Linked DNA regions of Gossypium hirsutum: region 1 is linked to region 2. A link is a contact called in public Hi-C data. All regions are on one chromosome and are shown on one strand. Each heading gives the region's core, a stretch centred on a gene start, on an enhancer-like site or on the middle of the called end of the contact. The rest is flanking DNA. Distances are from core to core; before and after follow the strand shown.

Region 1 (5,162 bases), core at 784-3,283, 220 kb after region 2:
GGAGTGCTCTAAGAAAAACAAGTTAAGGAGATACGATGGGTTAATCGGTTGACTAAGGGTGGGTTTGAATGAGTGGTGAGTTTACCTGCGGTTAGTATAAAAACAGTGATAACGGTGAGATTAAATACTGTAGTGATACTGTAGCGGGAGACAAAAAATAAACTAAACACATTGCATCGCACCGGACCCAATCGCCCATCCAAACTCACCCTAAATTTTAGTTGTATAATTGATCAGGATTAGCAAACCCTTAAGGAGAGACGACTAGGAAATGACATCTCCGGAATAGATGGGAAAGCTTCTCATTTCAACTGCCAACTCAACCTTAGTGTACTGTATAGTACGCCAATTACAACTGCTGAAGGAAGGTATGCCCTTGTTTGAAAATTACACAGAATCTAGAAAGTTTACAATAGGCAGTGCGTATGAGTTTTGGATTATAACAACGTTGGACGAGTGCAGAACCAGGAATGGTATTATCATGTATGGCTTGACAATAACCTCAACGACAAGAACTGGTACCCAAAACCCACAATACCCTGCCATCTCATCTTTGCCAAAACTTTTGACAGTCCTTGTAGGCTAGACAAATTTCTTGAACGTGCAACTACTGAGTAGCCTATCCTGTTAAGTTCTTGAGATGGAGGAAACCCAACCTTGGTGTAAAATAAACTCGGCAACGAGGAATCCTGGCATGGGAGGAGCTGAAGTTGTTATTAGGGATCACAATGGAAATTGGGTAAAAGGATCATATCGACACATACCACAGGCAACAAGCGTGGAAGCAGAACTCTGGACTTGGTATTATTAATATATATACAAGTAGAAGTAGATGCAACTGCTGTAATAAGTCACATTTCAAACACCATTACTTCAATGTGCAAGAATGCGGTGATGTAATTATTGTTTGTAGTGAAGCACCCTTACAACTAGCTTCCTTCTTGACAAATACCCGCAATCTGTAGCTCAAATAGAACAAATAGTTTCGATTTGAAAATTTTCGTGTGAGTAGTAATCAAAATAAACAAAAAAAATCAGCTCATGGAAGAGAATGAATCAAAATTTGCATTTCATGTAAAAACTTAATGCCTTGCGTTATACAACAATCATATTTAGCCTAAAACCCTCAAATTTCTGAAATTTGAAATTTAAAGTAACAAAGACTAAATTAAAACCAAAACCCCATTTATCAAAAACAACAATCACAATCAAATGGACAAAGTGGCGTACTTCCAGCATCAGATTTACTAATACCCAATTCTTCTTCAGTGTAAATTGCAAAACCATCTGCTGTCCTTTTCCAAGGCCCAGAAGAAGACTCATTGAATCCTCCTTCCCTGTTGGTTTCTCTACTCTTTTTACTCTTCTTTTTCGACGATTTGGGTTTTGAAATTTCATCGCCGTTCGGTTTCTCGGACCCTTTCGGGTCGGGTTTCTTCCTCTTTTTACCTGCAAATATCTCGTCGATTTCGTTACCAGCCACTTTAGAAGCTGAATTCTTCTGTTCTGGAACAGATTCTTCTTTTTTATTTTTTGCTTTTCTAGAAGGCGTCGTTGAAGAACCCTTCTTCGCCATTAGGTTGAATCTGCAACTTCAAAACAAAAAATTATAGCATACGAAGAACTAAAATCAACAAAAACGAAACTTGAAGAAATATTAAATATATTTATTAAAAGAAAAAATAATACGAATGTTGTGTCAGAGAACACATTATCAGCACTGGAAATCAGACAGGGATAACTGTAATAATATTAAATTTTCTCATCATTCACAACATCGTTTCAACAAAAGTTGTTTCAAGGAATCTTCGACGAATTAACGGATTAAATCCCGAAAAAAGAAAAACCCAGAGAAGGAAATATCTTCCTATGGATATAAAAAGTAATTATCACTGGTGCCTCCTACCTCGCAGTGAGATCCAAGAAGAGATTACGATATGGTTTTCCCCTAAACGGAAACAAAGAAGCAGAAACAAAACGAAGCGGAGGAGTGTGAGACTGAGTTTATTTGAAACCCTAAATTGGGTAAAAGATGATTATATATATGCCCTTTGTTTCGGGTTAAGGGTTTAAGGCTGGGCTTTCTCAAATGTTTGGGCTTTTTCTTATAAAATGGACCTTTTTTCTTTCGGCCTTCTTGTGAATGTAATATAGATTGTATGATTAAATTAATATTTAGGTACTCTTAATTTTTTTTTCTAATATTTAAGTCTAAGTTTGCTATCAGTTTCTATATTATTTGCATATTTAGCATTTTATATTTTATTATTTTAAAAATAATAATCTTTTTACTCTTAATTGAAGTCCAATAATTTCGACAAAAAAATTTAATTAAGTTGGATTAAGTAATATCCTTTTAGAAAATTGTTCCTGATAATTTTAAATAGTAATATATGATAAGTAGGAGTGCTCATGAGTCAGGTCGGATCAGGTTGCGTTTGGGTCAGATCCATGTAAGGTATTTAGATTAATTTTTTAAGCCCGGGTCTGGTTCGATCCAAAAATGAGTTTGCCCTTTTGCTCAAGCTTTTAATTTAAGAAAAGTAAACTCGGGCTTGACCCAACTTCCCATGTTTGATTTTTTTAGATTAATTTTTATTTAAATATAATATATAATATAATAAAAAATGTTAAAATAAAACTTTTCTAATTTTCATATTTAAAAACACTACTATAAATATAATAAATATCTTATTAAATTGAAAAACACAAATAAATCTAATAAATATTTTATTGTATTAAATATAATTTTAAAATTTTATATTTTTGAGTTGAACAAACCCCTCCATCTAAAATAAATAAATAAAAAATCTTTGAGGGCATTATCAATTAAATTTGAAATAAATATACTACATTCTAGGATTAAAAGTAAAAATATTAAATTTGAAATGCGTGACTAAGCGATCCACTTATAAATTTAAAATATTCTCAATTAAAAAAGTTAATTCTTTTTCCATGAAAATAGAATCATAATGAATTATTTATATTATGTATTAATATTGTAGAGAAAACGCATTTAAAGTGATAAAATTATTGCTGGTTGTCATCATAAACCAACGTTTAAGTCCTACGTTACTCATCCCCTTTCATCACTACATCTCAACACTTCTTCAAAAATTTTCATAAATCTATGGAAACATTCAAATATAAACCCAGAAATCAGTGTTGGATTTCACCATGTTATGATATAATAATGTTCCCAGGTCTCTCATTACTAATTAAATCTCACTCATACGCCGGGAATGGGAAACTGGGTGGTAAGTGCTTCGACTCTACTACAAAGATTGGACACCTTATCCGTCAACGGAAAATCAGGAGATGAGACAAACTTCAAGAACTCTTGGACCTTTGATCCAGAAGCTAATCCCTTAGCCTCAATAGTGATTTGCACGCCCTCATGGATGAAATCAGCAATAGCCGTGAATTCCTTTTCTGTAAATCCTCTGGTAGTCATTGCAGGCGATCCAATGCGAATGCCACCCGGCACAAGTGCACTCTTATCCCCTGCAAATTTTGAGACGTATCAAGGATTGGTATAAATACATATAAAAAGGGAAAAAAATTAATTATAAATGAATGGTAAAAAAGGGGAATAAGGAAGAACTTACCAGGCACCGAATTTTTGTTCAAGGTGATAGAGGCCATGTCAAGTATTTTCTCCACCCGAGCCCCATCAATACCCTGTTGCAGGAGAAGTTCATTGATATAAAGGAGGCAAAAGGAGTTTAGGGTGTCTACAAGAGAATAAGAAAAACATGAGATCCTACGCCTCTAGACTTGTCAATTGGGCAGATCAGGTTGGTTTTGATCAGGTTTATTTGGGTTTTTGAAATTTTAGGTTCGTCAGTTTAAGGTTCAAGTTATTTAGGTTGGGGCTATTTAGGGCTTTTTGGGCCAAGTTATTTTCGGTTCAGGTCAAATTCGAGTTCAGATCAATTTGTATTTGGGTTGAGTGGATTCAGATTGTTGACTTCTTATAGCCAAATTGTGTAAGGTTGGTCGAGTTGAGTCAGGTTTTCGGTTTTGAGTCAATTTTGACAAGTCTAAATGCCACTCAAGTTTTGCATGTCTCACAGAGATGGTAACTTACCAATGGCCTTAGATCCACAAGCACAAGGTGATTATCACTACCACCAGAAACTAGTGTATAGCCAAGTTCAACCAATCGCCTTGCAAGAGCTCTACAATTAGACACTACCTGCAGCATGAAGTACCCATATTTTGACTTAATCACCACATAACTTTGCCTCTTTATTTTTTATTACTCATCTTTGAAGGAAAGTACCTGATTCTGGTAAGCCTTGAACTCGGGTGATTGTGCATGTTGCAAGCAAACTGCTAGTCCTCCAATTGTGTGGTTATGAGGTCCACCCTGCATATACAAACATTATGCTTCTCATGATATAACTAGTTTCATAACTTGAAAGCCGGCAGAAGGATGGAATGGGGAATTCAGATTAGTAATAGGAGCAAAGGAGACCAATCAAACTAACCTGTAAACCTGGAAAAACAGCATTATTGATAGCAGATTCCAGATCAACTCCAAGAACAGGGTCCTTCTTGAAGAAGATCATGCCACCTCTTGGACCTCTCAAAGACTGGAAATGAGTAAAGAAAATCAAGTAGGTTATTCAAACGGACATATTAACACAAACAAAGTAATAGTACTATTTGGAACATACAAGTATCAGTGAGATTATTGGCAAAGCAGCTTATTTAAATTCTAATGCACATGATAACTAAATCATGATCAAAACAACGTGAAGACATTCTTCGCTACACAAGGGCAAGTGAAATAGGGAAAGAATCAAGTGAGATTTACCATGTTACAAGGTAGTAGATTTTCTCAAGTACCCTTAAATATTAATGTTTCAACAAGCAAAACTAGCACTATGTGAAGTGAATTTAACATGCATATAGTTCAAGACAGCATTTGAAAATATTCATCCCAAACCTTGTGTGTGGTTGTTGTCACGATATCACAATATTCAAAGGGGTCAGCAACTACAGAAGCAGCAACAAGGCCACTTATATGAGCCATATCCATCATGAGAAATGCACCAACAGCATCTGCAATCTTCCAACAGATATCAATTCCAATAAGTTAAATGCTTAAAATAAGTCACTAAATGATAGTAAAGTATGGCAGACTATATAGCACA
Region 2 (5,511 bases), core at 2,982-5,481:
TATTTCTGTTTTGAGGTTTTTCATGCATGCATAATTTACATACTTTAAATTGATTTATAAGTATATTCTGAAATTGGACTGAACATGTTACTTGGCTTAGTAAATAATCGAATTTTTAATCGGTTTTCCGCTGCAACTAAATTTAATAGGATTTTTCAAAAACAATGACGAGCAATGTGTTTTTCTTAAAGCCACACCAATATTACTAACTTGACTTAATAAAAGTTGAATTTATTAAATGAATGTTTTATCAAAATAACAAAGATACCCACGATTTTATTTTAAAAAGAACGTCATTGAGGTTTTCAACCAACTATAGGGTAGATTCATAGTTTAGGTGTCTAATGTGACCTACACGATTCGACCATAATATCTAAACCGAGTTTGGGAGGTTACATTTAATCACCTAATCTTGGTCTTTTCTTTTCTTTTCTTTTCTTTTTATCTTTTGTTTTGGAGACTTGTTGACATTTTAGAGACCATAAGAGAATTGTGTGTTCACACTAGAATCAAACACTCATTGAAGTAGGCGGTGGAAAGTATAGATAAAATGGATAATCCCACCCAGCCATGGAAGCAAAGTCAGTGACCAACCCAAAACCTTCCAACATAGAAAGAGACAAAGCCCATAATCGTGTTCGCGGTACAGCAAAGAGCAAACTCAGCCCAATATATAAGTTCACACTATAGCCAGATTGCACATCAACACCTTTAGTCAATGGTGAAAGGTTTTACGCCACCCTATAAATGGAAACAAATATAAAAGCAGACGCAAGAAATGGAAAAAGTAAAGCATACCATTATTAGCGTTTTCTCTTGTAAAATAATTATTCCCATGATTTACAGATATTGATAATGACTTCAACTCAACTAATTAAAGAATTGACAATAATCTCCTTTTTATCTTCTCTCTCTACTTCCCTTCTCTATCTACATCCCTAGTAATGCTCATAAACACCCTTACATAATATATTATATTATTATAAACAAAAAAAGAAGAAGAAGCTGATCTTGCCCTTTCTCTGTCATCTTCTCTTGGACTTCCTAAGAAATCCGGGTTTTAATCGGTTTCAACTTCAAGCCCATGCTTTCCGGTGAAAGAAGCTCCGGGGAGATACAAGTTGGACTCAATGGGCTTCTCCGGCTAACACTTAGAGTCGACCTGTATAAGCCAAATCCCATAAGAAAGTAATCCAGTGGTATCAACATTGCATGAGGCTGCTCCTCAGTTACTATTGATCCACATGCCTGAACCTGTAGGTTTCTCGCATTTCGAGGTAGTTACTTCGATAAACATATGGTTTTTGAAAGCTCAATGTAAGAAGACATGATACCGAGTTAAACAACAGACTTTTGATTGCATACCTCCACTAAGGCACTATATCTTCTATCTAATTTTGATGTCATGTGGAGAGCCTCGGAATGGAAAGGAGAATTCTCCCCGACAAATATTAGTGATCGGCAATGCAGTTTCCTTAATCCTTCGCTAAGGTCACGTCTCCTGAAAGATGTAGAATATGACTTTTAAGCCAACTATGTGAAATCTGTTTAAAGAGAACATTCAAAATAAAACCTGGTCGACGTATCAATCATGGAGACATGCTTACCCATTCATTGCTTCGAGGAATTGCTGAACATTTATACTCTGCCTTTCATCTAGCAACTGCAGGGAAAGAACATGATTCAAGTAAGAAAAGCGCCGTGAGACTACATAATCATGCTTCATTATAAGTCACTCGAGTACATAAGGGGCAAATGCAAGGAGCTGAAGAACTAACTCTTCTGCATGCTTGAACTATATCTGATTCGGATTCTTCAACACTACCTCGAACTTCCTGCCATTATGACTCAGAACATCGTAACTAAACTCGTCCAACTCTAGACACAGCAATAAATGGCATAGATTTTTGAATCTGAAAAATACCTGGCTGAAGTACCGCTTAAGCAATAACTCCTTCACCACTCCACACATGCCATAGAAATAAAGTAAGTTTGACATCACCTGAAATAATACGACAATTCATCAAAGCACATAGTCATTGGACCCTTAAGAGAAAAGTAAAAAGGCGCAGAAAAAGAACCTTATTTAACAACCATTCTGTCCATGAGGGCGCTCTGCATAGTGGAGAAACAAGTATTAACCCGAGGACACGCTGCCTGTATTTCATCTATTAAGACAAAATGCACAAGAATTAGTTCCGAGAATACAAACTTAGGTTTTTTATATTTATTTGGATTAAAAATGAAATTGTATACTATGCCAAGGTAGTCGACTGACAGCAAATAGAGTAAGAACGTATGCTCCAGCTGTAACCCCCATACACATTACTGCACCAAGCCTACAGTTAAAACCGAAAAAGAATGAAAGAGTTGAAGGATAAGGAATATAAGCTTGCTTGCCTATATTATTTTATATATAAATAACTAATGATAAAACATATTAAAGAAAACAATAACTTAAGAAATTGTATAATGCTAGCAGGTGTATCAATTTATATCATTTTCAGACAACCTACTACAATTACCGGCCATCATGACAAATAAAATGTGCCAAAGAATGTCTAGAGCAGTACAGATTACAGTAAAGTAAATTTTTAATCAACTGATTACCCAAAAAAGTTGAGAACCTCAAGAACCTGATCTGCCAAGTCATCAACAGAAGGCATAAGGTCATCAGAACCGATTGGGGCAGCTCCTACCTGCAATAGTTCTTGAAAAAATTCCGTATAAGAAAGATGTGACTATAGGACTCGACCAAAAATAAAAAGGATGATTGAGATACAAATATATATGAGACTAAAACATGCACAGAACGGACCTCATGCCCTGGAGGACTTATATGATATATGCAAAAATTGTGGAGGAGAAAGGAATTAACTTCTGGAGAAAAGAACAAGCCTTGAAAACAGGAGATATCTGCAGAATGTTATATAATTATAAGTTACCATTAGAAACCGAAAGAATCATGGATGAAAGGGTCTTGGCCATTGCGGAAATCTTGCAAATAACGTTACAAACTTCATAAACATTAAACTAACATGTAAAACTCTGGCTCAATTGAAAGCATTACAGCCTCAAAGTCTCATGCATTATGAAAACACAAATTAGGAGAAAAATCATTATTCTAAGATTAAAAATTAAAAACAAACTGGGGGTGACCATTGTTAGCCAAATCTGTTAACAAAAATCAATTCCATGGGCACTGAAACACATATTTTGTCATATGGAGTCAAGTATAAGGAAATAAAACATTACAGCAAGCTTTTCTGCATTACTTACGATTTAGAGCTAAATCAGGATAGGTAACAAGGGCCGGCTTATCCTGGTCTCCAAATACTGCAACGGAAACCATTCCGCAGCGAGTTTTAACAAGGTACTCCTGCAGATTGATTTTACAATACATAGTTATTCATTCAGCAAACCTTTCTGGAAAGCAATCAAAGGAATCAAAATAAATTGCTACCATCAAAGATATTTTATATATGATCTAGCTAGTTAAAGAGCCTAATTGACTTGGGTTTCTTTTACTTGAAAAAAAAAATGAAATTGTTGGAAGCATAGCTCAAGTTAAGTATATTCTAACTAGATAAAGTAAGCATGTGCAGCAGAACCTTTTTAAGAGACCTAAAATATTTTCTTCTTTTAAGCATATTCAGCATCATCCAAATTCCTAATTTGACAAAAACATGGATATATAACTAACGGAATTACTAGCACATGAGGCAACTTATTATTAAAAAAAAAAAGGCATTTATAAGTTTCAGAACATCATTGGATTTAGTTTACTAATGTAATTTATCAGAAGCAAAAAAGGAATGAATTGCTTTATAGCTGAAATATATAGGAATAAACTAATGGGAAAAAATGCAGCTTAGTTAAAAGGAAAAGTATAATGGTGCATTAAACTTTATCATGAAAAGCACATACTTGATCGTTTTCCATTTATTTTACTCTTCCATTCCCACGTTTTCCCTGTAACCAAACAAGAAGATAAATAGAAATGCGGGTTACCTTGGCACCAAGAGAGATCGTTTCCATATCAATGGAAATTGAATCACTAGAATCTGCCATTTTCCCTCACTTTCTCTCTTCGTTAGAATTGGCTTCCATGCCTTATATACCACCAAATCTTTCTCTCCCTTTTCAAATTTCTTCTATATATTAAATTCAAAATTAAAATCTATTTTAAAAATGGTTTATCATTAAAAACTACAATTTGTCAACACAGAAGCGAACCTTTGACCTGGATATCAGGTCTATTTAACCCCAGTTAAGTGGCCGACAGTTTATTCAAATTTACATTACTACCCTTCTAATTTCCTTTTTCCTATTCACTCATTAGCTAATTATATATTTTTTAGTAAATTTATTAGACTGTTTTATTTTCAATATAATTTATTAGAACTAACCTTTGAATCCATATTATCTGTATTTTTATATAAATTTTAAAACTACTTTTGAGTTTATCCATTTCTCATTAATATTTAATCTTTACACATATTATTTTGGCAAGGTCTGAGGCATCACTGGGGGAAAATTCAGAATAAAAAAATAAATATAAATTATAAATTTTTAAAAATAATTTATTTTATTATTATATTAATTTAATACCTTTATAATTTTTGAAGCGATGAAATTACAATATCATAATTGTTAAGGCCAATGCACCAATATAAGTCAAATGAAGTCAAAATTAATTATTGTCAATTATATGAGATAAACTTGTTGAATCTTCCTAAGTCAAGTCTTAATACTAAGATCATTATTTTTTCTTTTTCTTTTAATTTTTTTCTATGAATATATAAAACGCGAAATTCCCTTTAATTTAATTTAACATAATTTCTAAATTGTTTTCTTTTTCTCTTTTAACAATTAATTGATATGTAAAATTATTATTTACTAAATTAATTTTTTTATTCGTGCAATGCACAGATTAATTATTATAATAATTCGAATATATTATATTTATTTGTTAAAATACTTAATGGGTTTTAAAAGTTGTAAACGTCTCGAGTTTTCTTACCCGTACGAGCTCAAGAATAGTAGCAAAAGTTTATAAAACTTAAAAAATTACCAAATACACAAGTATTTACTAGATGACCTTATAATATAATATGATATATATATATATAATGTGATTCTAATTATGTGTTCAAATAATAATAAAATTCATAACATTATTTTAATGGTATTGACATTATAAAAATATGAAATTAAATTAGAGATATTAAATCCTAAATTTCATGCCATTATTAGATTTATAATAGAGATATGAGTTTATTATTTTGGGAATAAGAAATCAACTTTGGAGAAAAATGATGAAATACAAAAAAGAAAAAAAAAAGGAGAGATGAAAAGTCGGGGTGTGATTCAACGGTTGAGACATCAAAGATAAAAAAGACCTATCGTATTCGCATGCAAGCGGTCATTGCAAACGTCGTTTTCCACTCAAAGTTGGTATTTGTTATTCAATTTACAATAAATAAACTCACCGTCAGTCCCTCTTCTTAC

What was found. Hi-C and Micro-C count contacts between places; a contact is called where the count stands out from the background.
Region 1: a Hi-C map of leaf shows a contact between it and region 2, with 3 times the contacts expected there. The contact joins the promoter of LOC107901490 here to the promoter of LOC107895344 in region 2. A contact is called at or near these places in 8 of 34 Hi-C or Micro-C datasets (callus, hypocotyl and leaf).

What each region holds. Positions count from the first base shown.
Region 1 is chrD06:19,700,232-19,705,393 of Gossypium_hirsutum_v2.1, forward strand. LOC107901490 reads right to left here and starts at 2,034. Exons shown (of 3, transcript XR_005914778.1): 1 at 1,907-2,034; 2 at 765-1,586; 3 at 280-689. LOC107901493 (serine hydroxymethyltransferase 3, chloroplastic) reads right to left here. Exons shown (of 11, transcript XM_016827527.2): 6 at 4,955-5,077; 7 at 4,494-4,598; 8 at 4,286-4,372; 9 at 4,091-4,198; 10 at 3,609-3,681; 11 at 2,971-3,504. The coding sequence ends at 3,230. LOC121218973 (small nucleolar RNA R38) reads right to left here and starts at 1,777; the gene lies at 1,693-1,777.
Region 2 is chrD06:19,474,305-19,479,815 of Gossypium_hirsutum_v2.1, forward strand. It overlaps LOC107895344 (protein NDL1), which reads right to left and starts at 4,232. Exons shown (of 11, transcript XM_016820656.2): 1 at 4,012-4,232; 2 at 3,280-3,379; 3 at 2,819-2,916; 4 at 2,611-2,699; 5 at 2,279-2,339; 6 at 2,082-2,168; 7 at 1,925-2,002; 8 at 1,779-1,835; 9 at 1,608-1,663; 10 at 1,366-1,501; 11 at 780-1,162. The coding sequence starts at 4,071. The coding sequence ends at 1,145. It overlaps LOC121218503 (a long non-coding RNA gene), which reads left to right. Exons shown (of 2, transcript XR_005914775.1): 2 at 1-119.